Regions from separate parts of the Macaca mulatta genome. Here region 2 is linked to region 1. The links are chromatin contacts, called in public Hi-C maps. All regions are on one chromosome and are shown on one strand. The core of a region is the stretch at or near the end of the contact, and the rest is flanking DNA. Distances in the headings are between cores, read along the strand shown. Region 1 holds the start of ZMPSTE24 (zinc metallopeptidase STE24). Region 2 holds the start of RLF (RLF zinc finger).

Region 1 (6,122 bases), core at 3,474-5,973:
ACGCTTAATGTATTTTTTAAAGTTACTATAATTCTTTTTTGAGCTCCCATTAGTCTTTTTTGGACCAAGGCCATTATATAAATACATAAGTAAACTCTCTTTCATCTATTAAAAAAAAAAAGAAAGAATAGTGTCTAAATTAACCACTTCTACTTCCATCTGTCTCTGAAGGATGATTTCCTACTTGTGACCTGTCCCTAACAGAAGAAATGATCAGATAAATTAAGTAAAGCCAAGTCATTATTGAAAAGATTACTTAACAGCAATAGCTGTGTATCCCCAAAGCCAATGAGATTTTGTTTTCCAAATCATTTATTAATTTTTCTAAATACCAAAATTTAACTCTTCTAGAAGCATTGCCATTTTCCATCACCCTGAAGAAATAAGCACAGTTTCTAATAATTTGGATCTAACCACACTAGTCTTATTATTCCATACTTGTTAAGAAAAATTTTGTGATGAGCTAGACAATTCTGTCATTTTTTTTTTTTTTTTTTTTTTTTTTTTTTTTTTTTTTTTTTGAGACGGAGTCTCGCTCTGTCACCCAGGCTGGAGTGCAGTGGCCGGATCTCAGCTCACTGCAAGCTCCGCCTCCCGGGTTCACGCCATTCTCCTGCCTCAGCCTCCCGAGTAGCTAGGACTACAGGCGCTTGCCACCTCGCCCGGCTAAGTTTTTGTATTTTTAGTAGAGACGGGGTTTCACTGTGTTAGCCAGGATGGTCTCGATCTCCTGACCTCGTGATCCGCCCGTCTCGGCCTCCCAAAGCGCTGGGATTACAGGCTTGAGCCACCGCGCCCGGCCCAATTCTGTCATTTAACACAGCTACATAAAGCCAGTTTCTTTAACTCACGAAACAATGATGGTATCTGATCATAATTCTTTTAAATTTAGGAATCTTTCTCTTAGTGGTACTAGTGGATCTAAAAGTTCTAGAGAAATGATGATGATGATGATCAGGATGATAAAAATAATAAAAGTGGCAGGGCACAGTGGCTCATGACTGTAATCCCAGCACTTTGGGAGGACGAGGCAGGCAGATCACGAGGTCAGGAGATTGAGATCATCCTGGCTAACACAGTGAAACTCCATCTCTACTAAAAATACAAAAAAATTAGCCAGGCGTGGTGGTACATGCCTGTAGTCCCAGCTACTCAGGAGGCTAAGGAAGGAGAATCGCTTGAACCCGGAAAGCGGAGGTTGCAGTGAGCCAAGATCGTGCCACTGCACTCCAGTCTGGGTGACAGAGCAAGACAAAAACAAAAACAAAACAAAACAAAAAAGCAACAACAAAAAGAAACCCCACATTATTTCATTCAGTAAATAGGAACTACATGCTGATTACATGCCATGCACTAGGTATAAAATGATGAACAAGACCTTAAAGTACTATTTCTTTAAGGAACTACCAGTCTGCCAATTAAACAGTCAAATCAGGCCAGGCACAGTGGCTCATGCCTGTAATCCCAGCACTTTGAGAGGGCGTGGTGGAATGCAACTGTAGTCCCAGCTACTCAAGAGGCTGAGATGGGAGGATCATTTGCGCCTGGGAAGCAGAGGTTGCAGTGAGCCAAGATCATGCTACTGTACTTCAGCCTGGGTGACAGAGCGAGACCGTGCCGGAAGAAAAAAAAAAATCCAGGCAAATTCAACATAATGCGGTAAGTACTCTGACAGGAATAATGATAGGATGCTACCCTACCCACATTCATCAGGCAGGGAGTTTCAATTGGTTTCTTGGAAGACATGACATCTCAGCTGGATCCTAATGGAAGAGGATCTTTTTTCTACCTGGCTTCAGGGTAATAGTTCCCATATTCTATAGTTTTAAACTGACTAAGCAGTTGTGTTTCTGTTTTTTTTGCTCCACAGCCATTACTACCAATAACAAAGGTTAAGAAAGCATGCTGGGACTTGTAAGTGTGGCACCCTCTTTTGTGTTACAAAAATATGAAAATGAAAACAACCATTATGAAGTATTAAACAATTTGACAGACTGTCTCTCCAAGAAGTAAATTACTCACAGTGCCTTCAATCTCTGAATAGAGTCCTGACCAGAAGCTGAAAGTGCTTTTATCCAGTTGATACAGTCGAGATTTCTCAAATGTTTCAGAATCCATGATCTGTCCTAATTCTGGTGGTACATGAGTTGTTGTTTTATATATTCTTCTCTGAAATATTTTAAAGAAAACACTTAAGTGAAACAGTCGATTATTACAATAGTCATTTATGATCAAACATTGAATGGTTTATGGCTTGCCACTTATTTCTGTTGAATTTGCTTTATACCTACACAAATATTGCACTTGATCAAATACATTAACCACTGAAATGACTGATGCAGGAAAATAAAAGCAGAACAAGAGAACCTGAGGTTAGCTGACTGGTAAAACTATAATCAGGGTTGTCACCACACTTCAGTTTGTATATGTAAACCAAAGTTGTAACATCACAACTTTGTAACACGTACTACTCATTCTAGGTTTACATACCTCCTATAATATGGAAAACAAACTCATGGAAAGGAGAAGCACACATGCTAACCGTGAGTATGAACAGATACTGAGGCTGCTCATTAAATTTGGTCCTAAATGCCAGAAACTTGAGGAGTACCAGATGGAAACATATCAGGTCTGTGAGAAAAGAGCAACTTTCAGTCAGGCACACTGGGTCACGCCTGTAATTCCAGCACTTTGGAAGGCACGGGCAGGATTCCTTGAGCCCAGGATTTCGAGACTGGCCTGAGCAATGTGGTGAAATCCTGTCTCTACAAAAAATACAAAAATTAGCAGAGTGTGGTGGTGTGCACCTGTGGTCCCAGCTACTTGGGAGGCTGAGGTGGGAGGATCACCTGAGCCTGGGAGGCAGAGGTTGCAGTAAGCCCATATTGTGCCACAGCACTACACCCTGGGTGACAGAGACTCTATCTCTTTAGGAGAAAGATCAACTTTCTCATTATACTAAATTCTAAAAGGTAAGGGTAATTTCAGTTCAGGAAATGTAATACAGAGAATGGATACCAAACAAAATAATGGGCCACTACAACATGCTTTCCCTATATATTGTTGTGTGCCAATAAAAGCTGAGGGCAGGTAGAGCACGGTGGCTCACGCCTGTAATCCCAGCCCTTTGGGAGGTCGAGGCAGCAGGATGACTTGAGTCCAGGAACTCCACACCAGCCTGGGCAACAGCTCTATAAAACAATCAAAAAATTAGCCAGGTACAGTGAGCCGCACCTGTGGTCCTAGCTACTCAGAAGGCTGAGGTGGAGGTGGAGGGGTCGTTTGAGCCCAGGAGTTCGAGGCTGCCGTGAGCTATGATGATGCTATTGCTCTTGAGCCTGGGTGGCAGAGTGAGCCCCTGTCTCTGAATAAAATAAATAAATATTCTATCCCGGCCAAGATGGTGAAACCCCATCTCTACTAAAAATACAAAAATTAGCTGGGCATGGTGGCACGTGCCTGTAATCCCAGCTACTCGGGATGCTGAGGCAGGAGAATCACTTGAACCAGTGAGCCGAGATCGCGCCACTGTACTCCAGCCTGGCGACAGAGCTAGACTCCGTCTAAAATGAAATAAATAAATAAAGATTAAAAATAAACAAAAGTTTAGATCTCTAATTCATGGTTATCTCAGGTAAATTGTTAACTTTCACTTTCTATTTTACCATTTTAATACTTTAAACTAAAATGATGATTTTATAGAAAATGAGAAATATATATATTTTTTTAATTTTATTTTTTTTGAGACCGAGTTTCACTCTTGTCACCCAGGTTGGAGTGCAGTGGTGCAATCTCAGCTCAAGCGATTCGCCTGCCTCAGCCTCCCAAATAGCTGGGACTACAGGTGCACGCCACCACACCCGGCTAATTTTTCTATTTTTAGTAGAGAGGGGTTTTTGCCACGTTGGTCAGGCTGGTCTTGAACTCCTGACCTCAGGTGATCCACCTGCCTCGCGGCCTCCCAAAGTGCTGGGATTACAGGCATGAGATACCGCGCCCAGCCCGATAAGTTTTGTTTTGTTTTGTTTTGTTTTCAGCAGAAATAATATATGCTCTTTAAGGGCGCAAGTTCTTGGAAGGACTGCAAAATCCTATGGTTAGGCATGATTACATAAATGTCATGAGGAAGTTGGGTGTCTAAATCCTTTTGAAGGCTTATTCCAAAGATAAAGGAGGCCAAGTCTGGGCCCAAGGATCCCAAGGAAGCTGCAGGGAGGGCACAAGAGCCCAAGCCTTCCTCCAGGCCCTAACGGGATTAGGTCCCATGATAACGTTACAGAAAACTTCTTTGACGCACCAAGATCCCCCTCAAAGCCACAGCCCGCCATCGGACCAAGTTACCAGACTCAGCAGGGACCACAGAGACAAGACTGGCGCAGGGACTGGAGCAATCAAGAGTCTCAGGGTCGAAGTCAAGGCTAGTCCAGGGCTGGCCGGGTGTGGGGGTCAGGTTGGACCCTGTCTAGGCTCACCTGCCGCTGTGCTAAGAAGGTCTCCCAAAGATACACTGTCCAGGAGAAGAGCAGCACGGCTCCGAAGATACGCTTTTCGGCCGGTATCTCCCACAAAGCGTCCAGCGATGCCCACATCCCCATGGCCACCCGGTTCCGCCGGCTCCTTCAGCATGCACCGGTGCCACACCGACACTCGTCCCCTCAGAGCGTCCCCGCGGTGTCACAGCGATATCCGTTCTTTCCGAGGGCCCCTATTCCGATACCCGCCCCCATCCCTCCCTCTGCGCGCTGCTGGCAGTGTCACAGACACACTCTTCCCTTTGCAGACTCTACCCAGTCCCTCCTAGTTTCTACAGAAAAGCCCCAGCCCCACCTTCCTCACTTCCGGCCCAAAGAGGGCGGAGACCCAGACGCCAAGTTCCCGGACCTGCTGAGTTGTGTTGCATCAACATTCTTCCCCCACCTCTTGACGCTGGGTTCCGGTCTAGGGTTCTGGCTTTCCTCCTGGGCCCGTGAACGCGGCGATGTTCTTGGCTTTCTAATCTCCAGATCCGCAGTTCCATCCCCCTGGGTCAGCGGCTTACCTTGACTGGGCTGCAGTATCTGCCCTCCTTCCCCCAACAAGGCGACAGGTAGTCGGGGCTGGGGCCGGACTGAGTGGACCGCGGCTCCCGCCTGAGGTGGCTTGGAAGGACGCGACAGCAGCCGATTTCCCAGTCTCTAAAAATCGTGCCTCTGAATTACAGCTAACTCAAAAGCGAGACCAGGCATTAGAAATGGAGTCTTTTGGCCAGTATTGGGGTGTTCGGAATTCAAGCGTATGAGAGAATTCAAGCGTTTGAAAATCTCGTCTCAACCACCCCAAGTGTAGTCAGAGGCGGCGTTTTCCCTGCGAGAGTGCCCTGGAACAAAGCAAGGATCTCGTGGGTTAGACATACCTGAAATGAAAGCGTCTTACTTTAGGGCACAAATTTGCATCAGTAAGGCGCAATGCCATTTCTCTCTTGGAATTCAGAAGTGAAATATGGTGACTGGGACACCTGTACATTTCTTTGACTTAAAAAGTGAAGTCAATTATTCTGACCGAAAGTTAATCTGATGATTAATTGGTTAAACATACTATCGTTGCTAATTAGCATAATTATTTACAATAAAGTGAGCTAAATAGCTACAACTAAAATATATTTAAATTACTGTGATATTGTGATGCTAAAAATGTATTGAAATTAATATCTTGAATTTCTCAACCCTGCCTAAATGCCTCTGAGAGTAATTAGTATAATTAAAAGTCACTAGAGAAAGTGGATGACTCTAATAATAGGATAACAAATTCTTTTCAAGTCAGATGGTTTCCAGTTCTTTGCTTTCAACAAAATTAATGGTAGCCCTATTGAATTGTCAGCTGATGAAGGAACACTGTTTGGTTTTTGGCATGCAACTCAGAAAGAAACCAAACGATTGATTGACATTCTTACAACAAAACTACTAGCATTCTCACCTATTTGTTTATGTAAAACTATTTCTCAGCACTTGTATCTGTGAAAACAACAGAATTGAAACTGAACCCTGTTAATCCATCAGTAGGAAGTATTCATCCAGATAAATGAATTAATTGGTGGGTCAGCCCCATCTATCTGACTAAGAGATGTGTTCCCAATAGAATTTCAC
Region 2 (6,580 bases), core at 2,185-4,684, 100 kb after region 1:
ATTCTCAAAGTGTAATCATATAATCACCCAACAATTCCAATTTTGATAACAAAGTTTACTTAAAGTCTTCAAAATTTCTGTTACAAATAGAGACACCAACTGTAAAACTTAAGGAATCTTGGTCCCCAAAATACAGCAAAAACTTGAGAAGACATCATCAATTTTTCAGGAAAACAAAGAAAGACTGTTTTCTAAAGTTAATCTTATCCACACTGTCTGGCAGTGGTTTCACAAAAGGAACTGAAAGGAAGAGAAAAAACAAACCACATCCCATAGTCACTTAATACAATTTTTCACTGAATACAGTTTGACCTAAGTATCATTTTCTTAGTAACTATTACTTTCAGTGTTTCATTTTATCATATTCACAAACATATGAAAGTTGAAAATACGCCCAGAATGAGACAAGCTTCTCTATTCACTCATATGTTAGTTTATTTCTTGATTTGGTGCAATTCCAAAGATAGAGCCATTTCTTTTAAGTGCTACAAGAGTTGGAGAGAATATGGTCCCAGGATGTTGCAAAAGGGATCTGCTTGGTACAATCTAAGTCTCTAGGACATTTCTAACTAAATAACTGATGAAAATACATTTGTAGTATTAAGCATCCCATAAGCAGGGGTCAGGCCTTTATGATAATGTAAAAATGCCTACTACCTATCTTTATATATTATGTGCTCCTCTCCTAGAGTCCGAGAAAACTGTCTTACTAGGTTCCCATCTTCAGAACTGTCACACAATCAGTGCTCCTTAAGTGAATGAATATATCTTATTCTTCTTTTCAAATGTGAAACCAAGAGTTATTCAACAAAATTTATTGATGGTGAAAATTTTCCTGCTTCTTCATACAATTTTTACTTTTTCTGTATCAGGTCATCAAGGACATAGTTGATTTTATCTGGACTACAGGGAAAAATGTGTCAAAAATATGACAAATTTTGTGAAGACTTGTACACAAACTTTCTATTCTGATTGTATAAGGCATTATAAGGAGATAAAGATCAGAAAATAAGATAGTTTTGCAGACATGGTTACCCAAGATTATTAGCTAAGAAGTGGTAAAGTCACAGTCAAGACCCAACTAACCCCCAATCCCATGTACTTTCTATTACAATATAGTGCTACAGGAATACTTGTTCTTACTTCATTTATTAGTCTAAAAAACAATTTTTGGAAAAATTTTAGGTTAAAAAAAAAAACTTCATAGAAAAGACAAATTACACATGCTTTCTTTTAAAAATTCTTCTGGGCCATCACATCTCTGGTGTCACCAAGACTCAAGACATTAAAATATTACGTTAAATAAAACTGCAGTTGCAAGCACTAGACATAAAGCAGAATACATATATATGTGATCCTTTGACAAGTTTCAATGTGACTGGTTACATTCATTCTTGTCATCTTTCCAGGGAGACAACTCAAGCTTAGAAGTCTTACCCAAAACCCACAGTTGTTTTCTGCACCACCACTCTCCTTCCATTAGTTTCCCCTTCTCCCATAGCATTCTGGGTCCTGACCAATCTCTACCTTTGGCACTGGGATGCTTCCCCACCCGAGACCTTCACGGTGACTCATTTTCATCCTTGCAGCCCACAGGGTCTACTATCTAAAGTGGCCTCTCCCAGTTACTTCTTTCTAAGCACATATTACAATTTATAATTAATCTTTTTACTTATTTTTACTAGTTAATTGTCTTTCCCATCGGGATATCCCATGAGGGCTCTCTCCTCACCATTGTCTCTACAACACCTCCTTTTCAATCATTACCAAAACCGCACTGGAAATACTGTCATTTCTACCACCTCCCACCAACTTGTAAGTTCATCAAGGCTAAGTGCTGTCTTACTCATGTTTCCCCAGCACTTGGTAAAGTCCCTGGCACTATCCTATAAAGTCAGTAAAAATTTGTAAAATAAATTAGCTTACTAAACAAGGATGATTACTGCTAAGGAAGCTGAGAACAATACATTAACATTTAATAGTACAGGGCAATGTTGCAGGTTGTACACACAAAAACTGGAGTGGTACAATCCATGGAAAAGATGAGTAAGGACAAAATTCCATTCAAAGAGATGAAGTGCTTCTGTCTCGGCAGAGAGAGGGAGAAAAGCAATCAAGCAACCTAACTTTTATTCTACTCCGGACCAACAGAGCAAATTGCCCCCCAAAATTATTATTTTAGAACGCCGCAATTTATTCAGCATACTGGACTACTTATTAAGACTCCAAGTACCAACATACTACGATTATTTTGCATTTTCTAAGGTACAACAGATAAGGAGCAGAGGGGTGCCTCTGAAACCTGACAGAACAAACACTGGAAGTAGAAATAATAATGGCCAATATTCATATTTGTAAAAGACTTGAAAATATACAGAAAAATCTCGGAGTGGTCATGGAGACTAAACACACCCATAAATATGTAATCATAGGTTAGGACCCACCATGGCACAGAAATGATCATACGACTGCCAAAAGAGGCCACACTCTACATCCCTCTTCCCATCCTCTTCTACCCAAAGAGTCAGCCTTATTCTCGGTAGCACAATCCTCTCAAAGAAATACAGAAAAGACGAAAGAACAGCTTAAACGTCAAAAAAAAAAAAAAGAAAGAAAGAAAGAAAGAAAAAGAAAAAAGAAAAAAACAGCCAACCAACCGGCTCTGCAATCCCTAATCAGAAAGCCCTAGACGCCTTTCGAAGCCAACTGTCATACCTTTTAGGAGCCCAAAAGATGTTAACTCCAAAAATAAATCTCTGGCCCCAACACGCCTCTCTGGATTATTCAGAAAAACCCGGGTTTAACAGTTCGGAGATCGGCACTCCACTCAAAAAAGGATCTCCCGGCAGGGACAAGCAATCAATCCCTCAGGGGGCAGTGGCGCTCCAACCACCCGGTCAGGACACAGGCAACGGCGACAGGGCACAGCCCTTCCAGGGACCCGCCAGGGCCCTCCGGGATCTCAGTAAGGCTCAGAGCAAAACGCCCCAGGGGTGGCCAAAGTCGGGCAGTGGCGCAGGGGGGCCAGCGGTCGAGCTTCCGAGCTGGGCCTTCCCGGCCCGGGGGCGCGGCGAGTCACTGAGGTGGCGCCTTTCAGTTCGGACCCGGCTGCTTGCAGAGTATCCAGGGCCTCTTTCCCTGACTTCCCCGCCCCGCCGCCCTCAGCCAGCCAGTCAGCCCCTCACCTGGCAGAAGCTCCGGCAGTAGTTCAAAGATGAGACCTCCGACACCTCTTGCTCCCTCAGCTCTGTCTCCAGCTGCCACAGACACGGCCGCAGTCCCAAGGCTCCCGGCGCTGGAGATACGGGGCGATGACCCCGAACCATGGACTCAGTCTCGGCTCCATCTCCGGCTCCCGCTACCGCCGGAGCCTCAGCCCCAGCCCCGGCGACAGCGGCGGCGTCTCCCTTTCCGTCCGCCATCTTCCCACGGCCCACCAGCGCGTAGGCAACCAAGCCACGTGACTCAGCCCTGGCCCTGCCCCCGTCCGCCCGCGCATGGTGACGCACTCCTTAGCGACGCGGGCGCCCGCCTGATTCCGTCACTTGGACTCCGGGTGCTCCTCCTCTCAGTGGCCTACGCATCACCAGTCCTGACAACAACCCAGCAACAACTGGTCAGAGGCTATGCCCATCTAGACCCCTTTGAGGTCATGGGATCACGGAGCCAGAAATGCCTGTAGAGCAATCTGGATATGAGGGGGATGACATTTGAACTGCGATCTGAAGGTAGCCCTGAAAGGAACATAGCGAAAAGCATCCCTGGTAGAAGGAAAATAAGCGAAGATTGTGAGGCCGAAATGAAGAGTAACATCAAGGGAACTTGGTTTATGATAAAGACGGCATTTCAAGTCAGTGGGCGAAAGGACGGACTCTTCAATAAATGGCGATGAGACATTTTTTCCAAAAGGGAAATAAATGATTAGATTTCTACCTCAAACCGTATCCAAAAATAAGGCCGAGATGGATTAAAGACCTGAAAACATTTTTCAGAAAACAAAAATAGCTTTATAATGTCAAAAAGGGAGGAATTTTTTTTTTTTTTTTTTTTTTGGACGGAGCCTCACTCTTGTTGCCCAGGCTTGAGTGCGACGGCGCTATCTTGCTCGGCTCACCGCAACCTCCGCCTCCTTGGTTCAAGCATTCTCCTGCCTCAGCTTCCTGAGTAGCTGGGATTACAGGCATGTGCCACCATGCCCGGCTAATTTTGTATTTTTAGTAGAGACGGGGTTTCTCCATTCCAAGGCTGGTCTCGAACTCGACCTCAGGTGATCCGCCCGCCTCGGCCTCCCAAAGTTTTGAGATTACAGGCGTGAGCCACTGCGCCTGGCTAAGAATTTCTTAATAAGACCGGAAAAGCACAAACCATAAGGGAATATATTTAGATTTGACTGTATTAAAATGTGTTACTTCTGTATAACAAGTTTAAAAAGATAGCATACAAAGACAAGCCACAGACTAGATGATATTCCCCATATATATAACCATGGTTTATTGTTGTTGTTTTTTGAGACAGGGTCTCACTCTGACACCCAGCCTGGAGTGCAGTGGCATGATCTAGGCTCACTGCAACCTCTGCCTCTCAGGTTTAAGTGATTCTTGTCCCTCAGCCTCCCAAAGTAGCTGGCACTCTAAGCGTCCGCCATCATGCTTGGCTAGTTTTTGTATTTTTAGTAGAGGCGGGGTTTCACTGTTTTGGCCAGGCTGATCTCGAACTCCTGGCCTCAAGTGATCTGCCCGCCTTGGCCTTCCAAAGTGCTGGGATTACAGACGTGAGTCACCGCGCCCGGTCGTAAACCATTGCTTGGATTAGTATCCAAAACAGTTCTCGGGCCGGGCACAGTGGCTCACGCCTGTAATCCCAGCACTTTGGGAGGCCGAGGCGGACGGATCATAAGATCAGGAGATGGAGACCATCCTGGCTAACACGGTGAAACCCTGTCTCTACTAAAAAAAAATAAAAATAAATTAGCCAGGCGTGGTGGCAGCCGACTGTAGTCCCAGCTACTCGGGAAACTGAGGCAGGAGACTGGTGTGAACCTGAGAGGCAGAGCTTGCAGCTTGCAGTGAGCCAAGATCACGCCACTGCACTCCAGCCTGGGCAACAGAGCAAGACTCTGTCTCAAAAAAAAAAAAAAAATATATATATATAAAAAATTCTGTATTTGTTTATATATTTGTAATACAAATAAATTAGGTTTAGGCCAGCATGTCTGGAATATGGTGCAAGAGAGGGGAAGAGGTGAAGATGAGATTGGAGAAGGAGCAAAGGGCCAGATCATGTAGGACAGTACAGCTCAAGGTAAGCAGTGGGGATTTGAAGTGTACTGAGTAATCATTGTTTTACTGAGTAATCAAAGCTTTAAGCAGAGGTGTAACTTCGTCCGATTTACACTCTTGCTGCCATATGAGAATAGGTGATGAGAGGTGAGAATGAATGCCGGGAAGCTATTGCAGTACTCCCAGATGATCAAGTTAGAGATGTATTTTGGAAGTAGAACTAACGGGCTGATGCACTGTTTGTGAGGAAAAGGAAAGAATCTGGAATGGCTACATGGCTTTTGGTTTGAATGGCTGGCAATGATGTTTACCGAGAAAAGGAAGGCTTAGGAAAGAACAGATTGGGGAAAGAGTGAGGGAGAATCGAGAGTTCTATTTGGAACAGGTTAAGTTTGATTTTCCTATCAGACATTTAAATGGAGATGCCAGATAGGCATTTGGATGTGTGACTATGGAGCTTCAGCTGAAGATGTAGGGCCATCAGCTGTTCCACCTCTATTAGGCAAAAAGAAAAATAAATCTCTGATGACTCCACCACATCTTCATCTAGCTTCCCTCCCACTTCTTTGCTTCCTATTATAGAAAAACTTCTCTAAAGAGCTGGCCAGACCCTCTGTTTCTACTTACCCTCTTCTCATTCATACTTGAACTCTTCTTAGTCAGGTTTTATCCCCACCACTCACTGAAACAGCTCATTTTAACACCACCACTGAGTTCTACTTTTTTGTGTGTCCAAAGGTGAATTCTCAGTCCTTGTTTAGTCAATCTCTTAGCAGTATTTGGCATTGTTGATAATTCCCCAACGTTTAATTTCTCTTGGATTCCAAGTCTGTACATTCTGGCTTTTTTTTTTTTTTTTTTGCCTTGATTTCTTTTTTTTTATTCTCTCTTTTCTTTGTGATTTCTAAGTGTCCCAGGCATAGTCCGTCAACTTCTTTTCTATCTATACTCACTACTGCACTCACCCAATTCTGATACATGTATGTGCTTATGACAATACCACTCTAAGCCCAGGCAAAAGGAGCCCTGCCCGGGGTCCCACACTTTAGAGGGCCACACGAACCTCTCTGTCTCTTTCTTTTTTTTTTTTTTTTTTTTTTTTGAGACGGAGTCTCACGCTGTTGCCCAGGCTGGAGTGCAGTGGCGCGATCTCGGCTCACTGCAAGCTCCGCCTCCTGGGTTCACACCATTCTCCTGCCTCAGCCTCCTGAGTAGCTAGGACTACAGGCGCCCGCCACCGCGCCCGGCTAATTTTTTGTATTTTTAGTAGAGACGGAGTTTCACTGTGGTCTCGATCTCCT

What was found. Hi-C and Micro-C count contacts between places; a contact is called where the count stands out from the background.
Region 2: a contact with region 1 is called in a Hi-C map of fetal cortex germinal zone, with 2.1 times the contacts expected there. The contact joins the promoter of RLF here to the promoter of ZMPSTE24 in region 1. A contact is called at or near these places in 3 of 14 Hi-C or Micro-C datasets (cortical neurons, fetal cortex germinal zone and liver).

The regions. Positions count from the first base shown.
Region 1 is chr1:200,510,104-200,516,225 of T2T-MMU8v2.0, forward strand. ZMPSTE24 (zinc metallopeptidase STE24) reads right to left here and starts at 4,724. Exons shown (of 10, transcript NM_001257446.1): 1 at 4,473-4,724; 2 at 2,023-2,169. The coding sequence starts at 4,595.
Region 2 is chr1:200,610,897-200,617,476 of T2T-MMU8v2.0, forward strand. RLF (RLF zinc finger) reads right to left here and starts at 3,435. Exons shown (of 7, transcript XM_077962373.1): 1 at 3,186-3,435.